Regions from separate parts of the Mus musculus genome. Here all the other regions are linked to region 1. A link is a contact called in public ChIA-PET, HiChIP or PLAC-seq and promoter capture Hi-C data. All regions are on one chromosome and are shown on one strand. The core of a region is the stretch at or near the end of the contact, and the rest is flanking DNA. Distances in the headings are between cores, read along the strand shown.

Evidence for each region. Promoter capture Hi-C pulls out the DNA fragments that hold promoters and counts their contacts. ChIA-PET counts read pairs in DNA pulled down with a chosen protein or histone mark. HiChIP or PLAC-seq counts read pairs in DNA pulled down with a chosen protein or histone mark.
Region 2: a contact with region 1 is called in an H3K4me3 HiChIP or PLAC-seq map of forebrain, with 5 times the contacts expected there. The contact joins the enhancer-like site here to the promoter of Lactb2 in region 1. A contact is called at or near these places in 4 of 39 promoter capture datasets (the 3T3-L1 cell line, the HPC-7 cell line, hippocampal neurons and 1 more), 1 of 15 datasets of contacts at CTCF or cohesin (pro-B cells), 1 of 484 Hi-C or Micro-C datasets (the N1E-115 cell line), 4 of 115 datasets of contacts at active chromatin or transcription factors (bone marrow-derived macrophages, embryonic stem cells, forebrain and 1 more) and 2 of 9 other capture datasets (embryonic stem cells and liver).
Region 3: a promoter capture Hi-C map of the HPC-7 cell line shows a contact between it and region 1. The contact joins the enhancer-like site here to the promoter of Lactb2 in region 1. A contact is called at or near these places in 9 of 39 promoter capture datasets (the 3T3-L1 cell line, the C10 cell line, the HPC-7 cell line and 5 more), 1 of 115 datasets of contacts at active chromatin or transcription factors (large pre-B cells) and 1 of 9 other capture datasets (adipose tissue).
Region 4: an RNA polymerase II ChIA-PET map of memory CD8 T cells shows a contact between it and region 1, with 6 read pairs. The contact joins the enhancer-like site here to the promoter of Lactb2 in region 1. A contact is called at or near these places in 7 of 39 promoter capture datasets (the 3T3-L1 cell line, the HPC-7 cell line, HPC-7-derived erythroid cells and 3 more), 2 of 484 Hi-C or Micro-C datasets (the HPC-7 cell line and liver) and 4 of 115 datasets of contacts at active chromatin or transcription factors (astrocytes, embryonic limb bud, large pre-B cells and 1 more).
Region 5: a promoter capture Hi-C map of the HPC-7 cell line shows a contact between it and region 1. The contact joins the enhancer-like site here to the promoter of Lactb2 in region 1. A contact is called at or near these places in 7 of 39 promoter capture datasets (the C10 cell line, the HPC-7 cell line, hematopoietic stem and progenitor cells and 2 more), 1 of 15 datasets of contacts at CTCF or cohesin (the NIH/3T3 cell line), 3 of 484 Hi-C or Micro-C datasets (the HPC-7 cell line, cortical neurons and macrophages), 3 of 115 datasets of contacts at active chromatin or transcription factors (bone marrow-derived macrophages, large pre-B cells and memory CD8 T cells) and 1 of 9 other capture datasets (liver).

Annotation. Positions count from the first base shown.
Region 1 is chr1:13,659,104-13,661,831 of GRCm38.p6, forward strand. It overlaps Lactb2 (lactamase, beta 2), which reads right to left and starts at 1,406. Exons shown (of 7, transcript NM_145381.2): 1 at 1,226-1,406. The coding sequence starts at 1,347.
Region 2 is chr1:13,187,559-13,190,286 of GRCm38.p6, forward strand. It overlaps Ncoa2 (nuclear receptor coactivator 2), which reads right to left. Exons shown (of 23, transcript NM_008678.3): 5 at 2,529-2,632. Among named protein-coding and RNA genes, the nearest start is that of Prdm14, 62 kb to the left of the region's middle. Within about 2 kb of position 1,378, at least 89 of the 459 cell types and tissues checked have an H3K27ac peak or open chromatin away from gene starts, as enhancers often do. A contact at or near this core is called in the N1E-115 cell line, forebrain and hippocampal neurons, where this site is marked.
Region 3 is chr1:13,212,782-13,215,509 of GRCm38.p6, forward strand. All of the region lies in intron 4 of Ncoa2 (nuclear receptor coactivator 2), which reads right to left. Among named protein-coding and RNA genes, the nearest start is that of Prdm14, 87 kb to the left of the region's middle. Within about 2 kb of position 1,325, at least 20 of the 459 cell types and tissues checked have an H3K27ac peak or open chromatin away from gene starts, as enhancers often do. A contact at or near this core is called in the HPC-7 cell line, where this site is marked.
Region 4 is chr1:13,230,298-13,233,025 of GRCm38.p6, forward strand. All of the region lies in intron 2 of Ncoa2 (nuclear receptor coactivator 2), which reads right to left. Among named protein-coding and RNA genes, the nearest start is that of Gm23169, 100 kb to the right of the region's middle. Within about 2 kb of position 1,359, at least 21 of the 459 cell types and tissues checked have an H3K27ac peak or open chromatin away from gene starts, as enhancers often do. A contact at or near this core is called in memory CD8 T cells, where this site is marked.
Region 5 is chr1:13,341,124-13,343,851 of GRCm38.p6, forward strand. All of the region lies in intron 1 of Ncoa2 (nuclear receptor coactivator 2), which reads right to left. Among named protein-coding and RNA genes, the nearest start is that of Gm23169, 7.9 kb to the left of the region's middle. Within about 2 kb of position 1,403, at least 22 of the 459 cell types and tissues checked have an H3K27ac peak or open chromatin away from gene starts, as enhancers often do. A contact at or near this core is called in the HPC-7 cell line, bone marrow-derived macrophages and memory CD8 T cells, where this site is marked.

The DNA of each region.
Region 1 (2,728 bases), core at 156-2,655:
TGAGAGACCAGCAGCTAGAGAGGATGTTGTGTCAGCAAGGAGGGATTGGCCAATGAGCCCCAAAGTTAGCAGAAACAGAAGTGTAAAAATGAGTTCAATGATATAGTGCCACCTATCATCTTAGACCTTTTTGTGATGCGGAGCAGTGGACACAAGTCTTGAACATCTGCTTTGGACCCAGTTAATATTTGTTTCTAATCACCCTTTAGTTTGAGTAGCATCATCTGCACGTTAATTATTTTACCATTACTTACTACCTAAAGAGCCTATAAAAATAAAACTATTACTTAAGTACAATATATGATTCCAGTGAACATTTGTGCTTAGCAACTGTTCATCTTAGTAACTTCTTCATCCAGTTTGCATAGAAACCAGCCATCTATTTTAACCCTCGAAGAAAAGCAGGCTGTGTTGAATGTCCTGGAACCATACAGCAAACTCCAGCAGGGCATTCTCCAGGGTTATTCAGACTATTTGCAATTTCCGGCTTAGGTGCTGACTTCAGAATGGGTTTAAAGTGGCACATCGAAGAGATTGTCCTGGGCTCAGACCATACTCTAGAGGTTAGGCACTCTGCTGCTAAAAGCATGCCGGAAGCCTAAAGGTCCCGTACTTTCCCCTGGCCTGATTCACTCTGGGCTAAACCTTTTATGTCTACTTTTAGAGTCCGATGCTTGTAAATATCCTTTACTCTAGAAGAGTTAATATAATAGAGACTTTAAACGCAAACAAGATATGCTTGTCATACACGATTAGTAGAAAAAGCAAGAGTTAGTTTCTCCTACCCACAGGCTGGGTTGCTCTGTCGGGTTTAGACTCCGGTTGAACTAGAAGCAAATTCTGCCCTCTACTGTAAGAGACTGGATTTAGTATAGTCAATTGCTTACAGTAAACTTTTAAGGGCCTAGTTATATGACCCAACCAAGCCTGAAAGTGGCTATGTAGCCTAGGATGGCCTCGTACTGGGGGCGACCTCCTGCCTCTGCGTTCCAAACACTGGATTTCAAGTGTGCACTAACACACAGGCTACGGTAAACTCACTCGGTCACCACCTGCGGGCAGCGAGACAGCAAGTAAACTGTGAGTCAGACTTGGGAAGCCTGTGCTTTTCTTACACCCTCTGTCCTCCGCAGAGCTCGGGGACGCGCTGGGGGCTAGCCTGGCCTCTCGCTGCCTCCCTGCCACGTGACTGCGTGAGCTGCGGGGGCTCGGGGGTGGCGTTTACCTGCTGCCGGTCCCCACCAGGTACGTGTTGGTGCCTTGCAGGGTCATGGGACCCGGGTTGCAGCCCAACACGCGCACCACCCGACTGGACAGCTGCTCGATGCGCTGCAGAGCGGCAGCCATCTCTCTATCTACCTCGGTGACCGCCGGCACCCGAATTCCAAGTCACTCAGCGTGCTGCGACCTCAGGCTCGGAGGGCAGGGCGGCGGTCTCGTGACGTCAGGCCCGGCGCGGATCACGTGGGACTTCGCTCAGTGGCCCGGAGCGGATTGGCGGCCACTATCTTACGACTTGCTGGCACGCCCGTCAGCCAAGTGACGGGGGTGGGGTGGAGGGATGAGTTCGCGGTGACTGTGGCATGAGGTGGCCTGACCCGCCCGCACTGGCCTCAGCCGGCTCCGTCGCTGAGCTTCTTGTGTCTCTGAGCCTTGTTTCCAAGTAGCTTTACATATCCATAAAGAAGAATGCAGTTACTTCATTGAAGTTAACCTCCAGAAGTGGGGGAGGGAAGGTCACAAGCTAGGCAGGTATGGGGAGTATTTACTGAGTCACCAACTTAGGAAGGAATGGCAGGCTGGTGATTTGAAGAATAGCTTACCTTTTACAATAAATGATGGCAACCAATGCTTACTTGTACCTGTGTGCGTCTAGCCAAGGGCCACCTCCGAACATTACTTTTTAATCCTCAACAACAGGAAAAAAAAAAAAAAGTAAAGAAAAGAAAGAAAGAAAATAAAAGCGACTGTGCATATCTGCAGAGGCCAGAAGACAATTTGACAATTTCAGGTGACTCAGGAACTGTGCATACCCTTCACCAGTGTTGACTTGCCACCCAGGCCAGACTGGCCAGCGGTTGACAGCCCCAGAGATTCCCATGTCTCCATCTCCCCAGTACAGGCATTATAAAAATGAGACACCATGCCCCACATTTTTACATAGGTTCTGGGGGATCAGCCTCTGCTTGTCGTGCTTATAAGGCAATCACTTTAATAACTGATCTATCGCCCCAAACCCCATTAGTTATCTACTCTTAAAATCCCACGTAGTTCTTAACTCTTTTTTTTTTTTTTTCGAGACAGGGTTTCTCTGTGTAGCCCTGGCTGTCCTGGAACTCACTTTGTAGACCAGGCTGGCCTTGAACTCAGAAATATGCCTGCCTCTGCCTCCCAAGTGCTGGGATTAAAGGCGTGCGCCACCACCACCCGGCAGTTCTTAACTCTTAACAGGCACAATTTCCCCCCATTTTATAAATGTAAATTGGAGTTTGGGAGAGCCAAGCTCTGCTTCCACTTGTTTTACATGAGCACATGGTGCTATCTGCGCAGAGTGGAGGGGCTTGTTTATCTCCTCTCTATCCTACCCTTGCCAAGGGAAATAGGTTGGTTTAGTGTCCAAGGTGAAAGTGATATAATTGCTCTGTCTTTTCCAATTTTCTCTGCCTTTCCCAATCAGCAAGTATTAAGCATTGCTTCCCACTTTAAAATTTTTAGTTATAAGTTACTT
Region 2 (2,728 bases), core at 128-2,627, 470 kb before region 1:
TTCACTCTGCTGTGGGCATACTGTGTCCTCCCAAGGCCCTCTTCTCCAAGGCACAGAGGGGATCAGGGGTTATGGAAGGAAAATTGCACATAGTCCGCTAGCGACTCCAGGAGCTCAGATACTTCTCCTGGTAAGACTCCTTCTGGTCTGCCCTGGCAATGGCAGCTCCGTGTCTCTCCTACATCTGATGCTTGTTCAGAACAGAGCAGAGTTTCCCTTCACAGTCTAAGAAGACCTGGACACCTTCAAAGCTAAATTCCCAGTCAGCTGATGCCACTTAGGCTCTTCAGATACATATCTACTGCATTTAAAGCATGCCCAGTCCCCACACGGTGGTGAGGGATGGCCGGAATGCTTGGTCCACCCAAGGCTGTTTATATAAAAGGCTTCTGTTTTGTCAGACTAGATTTCCATCAATCTAAAACTGATTCTGGGGTATAAATAAGAAGTTGTTTAAAGAAAAAGTAAACTGGGTGTGATGGCATCAGCTATCTTAATACCTGGGCTACAGTAGAAGAACAAGGCCAGTCTGGACTAAAGGTCAAGGACCTGTCTTGTAATAATAACAGCAAAAAAGCGAACAACAATGAAACCCAAACCAAAGCAAACAAAAAAACCCACTGGCTTTAGACTTTCCTTAACTAGTCTGTCAGGTTTTCTCTATAGCATGATGCACATTCAGGGTAAAGCAAGACTCTAGAAACCTAAGTGGCCAACAACACAGGCTGCACTAAGCTGTGTACACTGGAGAGGCACAGCAACAGCACATGGCACTTACAGATCTCTTGTTACTTCTCACTACTGCCACCGCTGGGTGTTCGTTCAGCAGAGTTCTTAGGCTTTCAATACTACATTACTAGTGTTGGCTTTGAAAGGGCATGTGGCTTCTTAGAGTATGGTGAGAAGGCTCATTTGTGGCCTAATAAAATTGAAAAATGAAAGTGGCTCGTTTTATAAAACTGTGTTTTTTAAAGCTCACTATGATATGCTCTGATGGCAAGAGCTGACATTTGCTTCTGTTGCCTAGCAACCGCTATGCTATGATGCAAGCATGAGTGTGCATCTATGCCTAGGAACAGCTCTCCGAGCACACACATGCTCTCCCTGTTGAAAGGTCTCCAGTTAAGCCGTAAGCCACTAGATCCCGGAGCTTCCTCTCTGGCACGCTGACTTAGTACTCAGCTTGCACAGGCGCTTCCTCAATGCACTCCACTCATTCTCAGAAGATTATTTTCAAACAGCAAAAATTTTGGTTTGATTTTATGAAATAAGGGCCACTGCCATCCTGCAATCCAGTTTCTACAATTAATGAACTTGTTGCAAGGGCTAAGCCACAGCCTGCCTTGCTCTAAGCGTTTCTTTTTAAAGGCCTCAAAGTCCTCCTTGGGGTTTCAGTGCTATTTCCCACTCCCCGAGGCATAATGAATAAACAGTTATATGGAAAAATTCCAATTAAATCTCTGCTTACAATTCACAAGGTTTTCTAAAGAAAGCTGTCCTCCTCGGCTCTTTTATGTAATTCTAAGTGGTCACCTGGCCACAGCTTTCTTTCCCGCTCCTACAGTGTGTGGGAAGTGCCCCTCTGCCCCCTAGGGATGAGCTGTTAGTTGTTAATGCAAAGGCGAGCTCCCAACTACACAGGACATACCTGCAGATTTAGCGTTTCTAGATGAGAAAGGGGACAGTAAGGTCAAGAGAGTGCCAACTAGCTTTGTTTAAAAAATCCTAGTCCTGAATCCACAAGCCTGCTGCAGCAGGCACAGAGCAGGCACAACGCCGCGGTTCTGACCACGTGGTCCTTTACGCTTAGAATGTCTTCAGCAGAGCAGAGCGCCACGAGACTTGAGATAATTTATGTCTCAGGCAGCTCTGTCTATTCACTGCTATTTCTTCTCTCATTTTACCATAGCCCACATCTTGAATTTTAACTTTGAAAGAGGGACAGTAAAGCACTGGGTGTTTAGTACTCATTAAAAAAACAAGGAGGATTTTATAAGCCTGAGACAGTAGCTGCCCTAAGGCCCTAAGGCCAGTCACTCGGTTATGCTTTTAAAAAGTTCCTTCTTCCTATTTTAACCTTGACTTCTATGAGAAAAACATACTAGTTGGAATTACCAGCCCTAAAAAGCATAACCCTCGTTTTGTTGGCTCTCACATTTTAAACCGTCTACACAGGCCGAGGCATGTGGCACACAGGAACCCTGAGCCTGAGGCAAGAGTCCCACCCTTCAATAGGACGTCCAAGTTCAGCTTCAGAAAATAAGTGCTCAACTGACAATTCACACCTGCACTTCGTATTTTCATCTAATTGAAGTCTATGCTGTTCCACATACAGAGAATGTTGCTGGGGCAAGAGCTCACAGATAGACATTCCCACTTGCATCAGTAAGCACAGCAATGTGGATTCTCCTTAAATCATATGTACCTGAACATACATAAATGCAGCACATGAATACTGAAACATGTGTGATACAAAGCCACGGGAGCGTGGTACTCCAAGCATCAAAACCAGGTAAGGCTGTGGTTACCTCAAGCATCATGGGCCCCAGTGCATCCTTGTCGATGACACCCTGCCCCGTGGACGACACATCTGACTTCTGCACTTCATCTATGTTGGCAGCTGCTGCTTTCTCTGCAACAAAACACAAGAGCAAATTAAATAGTGGTGCACACCAAGGGCACATCAACACCAAAATCTCTGCTGGGGTCAGGTGTGCCTATGAATGAA
Region 3 (2,728 bases), core at 75-2,574, 450 kb before region 1:
CATTGCTGGTTTATCAGACTCTGCAAAATTAATTTCCTCATGTGGCGAAGGCATTATTTCAAGGGGTGGGGCTGAGGGTACTACTTCCTCGGGTGGGGCAAACCCTTGAGAATCTGAAGATTCAAAACTCTCAGCTTCAACATGGTCTTCCCACACATCCCCGTCCCATGTTGTAGGATCCCATTCTTTGCCAATTAGAGCCCTTACTTTAACTGTCGACACACTCTGAGGCTGAGACTTGAATTTTCGCTGTAGTTCAGCCAACCTTACAATGAGAGTTTCCGTTTGATTTTCTGCAACTTGAGCTCTATTGCTACAAGAGAGAAGATTTTCTTCAAGGACACACTTAGCAACTTTTAGATCGTTTACTTGTGTCTGGAGCCTTTCAATTTTATCACACAACTCCTTCCTTTCATTCATCATTCTTTCCACAGATACTAAGAGCAGCCAGCCAGTAAAATCATTTTTCGATTTTTTCCCCATCTTGTAGAAAGCTTTGTGCACTGAATCACCTAATTCATTAAGAAAATCAAGGGCATTAGCTTCTTTAAGTTCGGAATATAGTTTCAACCATGGGTCTTCAAAATTCTCTAAGCTCCCAGGAGGGAGAGAATCTGGAGAGGTTTCAATAGTTGAAAGTGCTGGTGGATCAACAAGCCAGTTCCAGTATTTTAAAAGATTCATCCTTGTACTTCTGTTACTCTAGAACCACTCCTGGTACCAACTTCTGTATTAGTCAGGGTTCTCTAGAGTCACAGAACTTATGGATAGTCTCTAGATAGTAAAGGAATTTATTGATGACTTACAGTCGGCAGCCCAATTCCCAACAATGGTTCAGTCGCAGCTGTGAATGGAAGTCCAAGGATCTAGCAGTTACTCAGTCTCACGCAGCAAGCAGGCGAAGGAGCAAGAGCAAGAACTAGAGCTAGACTCCCTTCTTCCAATGTCCTTATATTGTCTCCAGCAAAAGGTGTAGCCCAGATTAAAGGTGTGTTCCACCACACCTTTAATCCCAGATGAAAGGCATAGCCCAGATTAAAGGTGTGTTCCTTAACTCGGAGATTCAATCTTCTGGAATCCATAGCCACTATGGCTCAAGATCTTCAAACCAAGATCCAGATAAGGATCTCCAAGCCTCCAGATAAGGGTCACTGGTGAGCCTTCCAATTCCAAATTGTAGTTCATTCCAAATATTGTCAAGTTGACAACCAGGAATAGCCACTACACTCTGCTAGACAGTGGTCCAGCCTGGGCCCTCACAGTGCCACTCCTTGGCTCTGCTAGACAGTGGTCCAGCCTGGGCCCTCACAGTGCCACTCCCTGGCTCTGCTAGACAGTGGTCCAGCCTGGGCCCTCACATGCAGCTCTTTACTTTTGGCCAATGAGGCAATGAGTACTGGGATGGTCAGTGAATATCAGCTCCTGAAATCAGAGCACATGGCCTCTTATTAAGATGGAAAAGACAACATGATGAGACAACAGAACACCAGTCTGACTGACTGACAGATGGACTCTTCTTTTATAATTAACAGTGAACAAAACAAATACTCGAAAACAAGCTTGGAATGTCACTACTTTTGGCTAAATACCAAGTTGTTGTTTTTTCTTTTCTTTTCCCTCCCACACATAACATTCTTTCTTGGGATTTTTTTTTTCTCCTAAAGTGTGTGTGCGTGCGTGTGTGCTACTGAAAAACATGACCTGCCTTGAACATGCATACTATCCTTTAAAACAGAGCTCTGTAAGAAATATTCCTCTCGGTACACGAAGCATCCTGAATAACAGCTGAGTCCACACTTAACCCAATTTGCTCAGAACAACTTCCTCCAAATGGCAGACAAAACCACCAGGGCAGGCTGGATGACAGGCTCCCTGAACACACAGGCGTGGGAACGAAGTAGAGATTTAGATCTGAGGCCTTGTAGCTTTAGAGCAGCCAGCCCTAACCCAAGGCCTTCCCCTGTAAAACTGAGAGAATAAGCAGACTTACTCTACAGGGGCATTGTACAGATCAAAGGATATGAAGACAGCAGAGCAAAACTTAGGACAGAGGAAGCACTCTGCCAGGATGGCCTCTCACCTCCATGGTGGCAGCTGACTTTTGCCTTTTGATGAAGATGAATAAAGGACAGGTAGTCACAGAATTCCCATATAGTATAGAGATGAACCCACATTTCACAGGGTACACAGCTGGCTAACAGAGGGAGGGGCCATCATTAGCACAAGTGCTAGAGTTTGGACAGCTGGAGCACACCGTCTGCAGTCTCTGCAGAGAGAGATCTGAAATGTTTAGGAGGTGTCTCCTGACTGACATGTGGCAAGGCCAGTGTGAGCAGGGACCTGACACCTGAGCTTCATTCCTGGCACAGAGGCAGTAAGTTCTTTCTTTTAATGTCATGCAAGTCTCTTTTGCCTGGAAGACTCTTATTTTATGTCCTATATCTTATTTTTGTGATCAACTGTGTTGTGCCAAATTTCCAGGTATTTCTGTCCCCCAAAATATAAATGGTCCCATGAAGCGCTGTGTGTCTGCAGAACACTGATGAGTGCGTGCACTCCATGTCCCACCTCCCCCACCACAGGCAGTGCCCTCTTCCCCAGAGCTCGGTGATTACACTCTTCTCCACCCCAGACTTGCCGAGATCCACTCAACTTACTATGACCACCTGAGATACAACAAGCAGGACCCACCATTACACAGAACACCACTGTACCCCCTTTTTAGGCT
Region 4 (2,728 bases), core at 109-2,608, 430 kb before region 1:
CTACAGAGTGAGTTCCAGGACAGCCAGGGCTACACAGAGAAACCCTGTCTCAGGGAAAAAAGAAAAAAAGAAAAAAGAAAAAAAAGAAAATGACTTCAATACTACAACAGCAGCAGTTGCCAGGACTAAAGAAAACAACACACCCTACAACTACTCTCCAAGGAGATGGCGTCGGCAACTACCTTCTGCGTTCCAGATCCTCTTCTACGCAAGAGTAAGAAGACTGTATAAACAAATGTTTAAGCTAAAAATTCTTCCTCCCCAAAATGCTTTGCTCTTAGATTTACTTTTGTATAATGGCCTTAAAGTGGTCTATTAGACAGTTACTAAAAGACATATTGTATTTTCTGTCTGAAAGCCAATAATACTCATGAATTTTTTAGTGAAAGACACTTCAAGATGCCATTGGGAAGACAGTAATAAACACATTAAACAGAAGCGGGTGGTGGCTCTTTAATGTGCACTGCTATAATCAAATGAATGTCTTGACTCATAGTCACTGGTGACACAAATATTACATTGTGACATTTTCATGTCTACATCTTCCTTAAAGTGGGAGAAAGAAATTCCCCCCAAGCCCCAAATGCCTCACTGGCAAAATTCATTGCAGAATATGTAAGTGGTGTGGGGGTGGGGTAGGGTTGGGGTATATCAGTGTGACATCACTGGCTAGAGCCAGTTTCTGTTTTCTGCGTCCTCTCAGGCTAAATTCCTCAGTGCAGGCACTCACGGGGCTCTTTGAATCTAGACAGAAATAGCAAGACAATTTTTAATAAGGCATCAGATGAGAAAACACAGAAAGAGCACCACTCCTTGCACCCCATAAGCCATTTTCTCCGCACTGCAAGTGAGGTGCCTGCTTCCAGCTAACATTTTAAAATCCAATTTGCTTAAGTATAAATGTAAAGAAATCAGCAAACCAAGAGCAGAGGAAGAAGATTTATGTTAGACTTTCATAACTTGTCAAAGGTAAATTCAATGATCTTTCTTTACTGTTACTTATAATTTCTTTCTGAGACTTAACAGCCTTCCCAGTTGATGTGAGAAAATGACTAAGATGTCAAAGGCCTTCAGCCTGAGGCAATCAGCTTTGTTCCTGACCTCCATGGCGCTCTCTCTCACCCTACAGCATCTTCTTTCCTTGGGGCTTTTTGGTTAGCACTCACTCAGGAGGAGGAGGTTGCACACAGACACTTTGCACACCTCACTCTGCCTGATGTCTTGAGATGGACACATATACACCCTGTTGGTTATCTAACTTCTCTAACCTGCTTGCAAAGCAACTTCAGTCTCACAGATACCAAAGGACAGGCTGGACTCAAACTCAGGTGTGACTCAGTAACTGACACTGGCTGAGTGCCTCATACAGTGATATACGTGCCCTTCACCCGTCCTGTGTGAGCTCACCACCACTGCACACAGGAAGAGAACAAGGCACCAAGAGAACAGTTCTGAAACATGAACAAGGCACATAAGACATTTTAGAACTCAAAAGTTAATCCTGCCAGGAATGGCAATGGCACTCACCTTCAAACCCAGCACTCAAATGCAGAGGTAGGAGGGACCCAATTGTCCCTCAATTTTAATTTTAACTGTAATGTGGGCACTAAAGTGATCTGTTCAGGACATAATGATCACTGAAAAGACCAATTTATAAACTTGAATGTGTTATAGAAATTATTTTCTTAATCTAACTTATTAAAGGCTTACTTCATCATTTGATAGAATCTTTCTTTTTTTCATTGTGTAATAAACACACATCCTTCAGAACTATCCAGTGGGTCAATACATAAGACTCCATTACTGTTGTAGACCGCAGAGTTTAAAGAAAGGAAGTTGCTAGGCACTTTCTCAGGCACACCAAGATGTCTCAGTTTCACTCTAAACAGAAAACTTTCCTTGTAAAATCAGAAATAGTAATTGGCTGATTAAGAACACTAAAGTTGTGAAAGATAATTATAGAAAATGATGCCTGTAACTTTAAGCATTTCATCATAAGTACATAAGCATGAATATCCATCTTTACTGCTCTCTCAGCACTTCCTGGTGTAAACCAGACCTGCAGTGAAGGGGCTATGATTTCCCATTTTTATTTATTTAAAAAGACTTAAGGTTTTTTCTTTTTGGGGGACAGGGGTGTACTGCCTCCTGAATACTGAATACTGACTGGCCTTCACCTCAGGTCCCTGCACTTCAGGCTCCATAGCACTGACTGCAGGCATGCATCTTTACACAGCCCTACTAAGCCCTTAAGAGTGCTTCTTCACTGTTTACCTAAAAGAACATCACTCCCCCAGCTACTATAGATGTCTTACATGTCCCCGTTTAACAGGAAATTGTCCACATGACGTATCTTATTATTTCTAACAAATACATGTTTTCAAATTCAAATTTCAAGATCAATATGCAATTATAGTAACAAGTACAACTGGAATAAACTGGTTGGAAAACAAGAATCTGGCTTTACAAGAATCTGGCTTTTTGGTTGGTCTAAGACACCATCACTGGGTTCAGAAGAGTGAGGTGTCCTGAAGTAGCCACCAACTCAGAGGTGGCTGGGATTCACAGCAGGGACTACAGATGGAGGTAGGGGTACCTGCTCTGTTAGTACAACATAGGTCAATACATTAGAGTTTACACAGGGGTGCTCTATAACATCACTGAAATGACTGTATTCTAGGTATGAGAGAAAGGATAAGAGATCAAGGTGAGGAGGGAGGAGGGAGCA
Region 5 (2,728 bases), core at 153-2,652, 320 kb before region 1:
GCCAAGCCTGTGGCCTGTGCTTGTCTTGCAGGCAGCATGGATGTGGATGGCTGAGACAGGCAGAGCTCCAGTTCAAAGGCGGCCTGGCATACAGAGTGAACAACTTAGGCCTGACTAAGCACAAAAGGAAAGAGCAGGGTGATGGTAGTACAAACATTTAATCTCAGCACTAGGCCAGCCTGGTCTAAACAGTGAGTTCAAGGACAGCAGAGGCTGCACAGCAAAACCCATCTCGGGAAAACCGAACAAACAAAACCAGCAGCTGGGTGCCGCTCAGAGGCAGAAGGCTTACCTCGAAGGCACCAGACCCTGGGTCCAATATCCAGTATTATGTGGAAGCTTGGTGTACTTACAAAATCTAGAGTTCAGATTTTTAGGCAAAGACAGGATTCCTAGGCAACCCCAATTTTGCAGAAGCTAGTCAAAACAGACACTCTCACACAGAAGCAGTCTTACTGCTAGAAAGACCAAGTGTGAAGGCAAGACTCCTGAAGATTGCCCGGAGTGGGTATAACCCAAATCTACAGGCAGTAGCCATCCATCCCAGGGGAGCACAGAAGGAGCCTCTGCAGTGTTCCCAAGGGAGAGTGGAAGCACCCATCCGCATCACATCCACTGCACACCTAGCCCTCAGAAGCTCCACCCACGCTTGGAGAGAGGCTTTTAAAATCCACATGTTATTGACAGACCAGGCTCCCTCTTCTATCACACTGACCTTGTTTCAGGGGCTATGTCTCATTAGGAGACACTGAACACTGTTTTGAAATTAAACAAATTCAAAATAACAGCATTAGTAAGACTAGCATGAGAACTTGCATGCCGATTTCTGAAGCACTGCGGGAATAAAGCATTAATTGCTACTGTTTCCTCTCTCTCGTCCTCAGGAGGTGGACTATATTTCCACATACAGTGAAAGACTACCAACAGAGTGGTAGTTACCCCAACACCATATAGAAATGGGACTGCGGAGAGTGTAGCATGGCTTGTGGAGCTGCTGTACATAGGGACAGATAATCACAGTCCGCCAGCTTTGAGGGAAAACTGGCTCCTGCCACAAACAGCTCCAGTCTAAATGTTTGATTATTAGTCTCCATGTATTAAGTGGTACTATTCAAAATGTCAGAAAATTCTCAGTAATTATAAATCTAAATGCTAAAGATGTTAACACCTACTTTCTAAAAGTAAAAAAACAAAAAAACTAAACCCTATTACAGAGAGACCCGCTGAAATAAAAGAGCTGTGAGCTTGTCTAAGCTGAGCCTTCAGGATAAGAAACGAGGGTCTTCAGGTGGGTCTAGTGAACATAGACACAGAAGTGACCTTGGGTCTAAGGATGTTAGAGTGCAGACTCCAGCTCTTCCTTCCTGTCTGTGTGAGTGCAGCGCTCCTCAACACTGACCACATTCTGAACGCATTAAGAAGAGAAACTTGACATACCACGGACTCACAAGGGAAGATCTATAAGCCACTGTGCTTGCTCCATCTCCAGATGAGGACTGGGAAGTACAAGAGACTGCAAGGGTTTCATGGTGCTCAGGACAGTGCAGAGTCTGACAACCCGAATGCAAGGTAAAGGGAGTCAGCAGCAACAATGTGAGATGTGAGGCTGATGGATGGTCCATGGGGTCACTCTTCAGCGCTAAGACATGAGCGAGGCTGAGACAGGACATCATTCTGCAGAGTTCTACATTCTGCCCTCAGCAACCACAAGTCTGATGAGGAAGCACTCAGAGGGGAGGCTGTGGAATCCTCTAGGCCAGGACTTTTTCCAACAGGCAACTCGGAGGACACAAATAAGCTCTCAGACAAATGGGGTAGTTTTACAGAACTTCGTCTCTAAGGGAAGTGAAGGTAAACAGGAGCCCAAAAGAAGTGACCAGATGGAAGAAAAACACAGTCATTACCTATCCTTTGACAGCAAGGAAGAACTCAGCAGGTAAAGGGTTAAAGGCAGCGGCTACCTTGGGTCTGAGTGGCCTTGGGTCTGAGTGCCATTCCTGACTCTCTCAGGCTATCCTCTGATCTCAATGTGGGCTGATGCATTGCAACACCACAGACAGACGATGGCACGAACATGCTTGCGATGCTCACACACACACACACACAGAATAATGGCTTTATTGATTCATTCCTTTTAAAAATCTGCTACTAAAGCTAAAGCAATCCATTACAATATCCTGAAAGTCATCAATTCCATTTTTCTTACAATGTTGGCAAAGTCTAGCGTGAGTAAGTTTACTATAATCTTTCACTGAGTTCAAGTATCACACAATAAGTTTTACTGATATGTTAATTAGGACAGCAGTCACTGGCTGAGGCCCTCAAAAGGAGACGGCCAGACTGCACTTTACTAAGTCAGTCCCTTCCTGACCAGTGACCCTCCCCAAACTGCAATCCTGTCATTCCTGGAGGCAGGATCTGCTTTCTTTTTCTTTTTTTCCCCTAATTATTATTTTTTTTTTCTGATAGAGTCTCATAGTCTCATATAACCCAACCTGGCCTTGACTTTGCTATTAATAGCAACACAGGATAATATTGGGTCCACCTGCCTCCCCACTCCTGAGTGCTGGGATTACAGGCACAAGCCACTAAACCCACTTTATGAGGTGCTGGGGATCGAACTTGCCTCTCCACAAGTAAGCACTCTACCAACTTAGCTACATCCCTAGCCTGCAAATTCTATTTTTCATGTGCCCCGTAAATCTGCCATATAAAACAAAATCAGTAT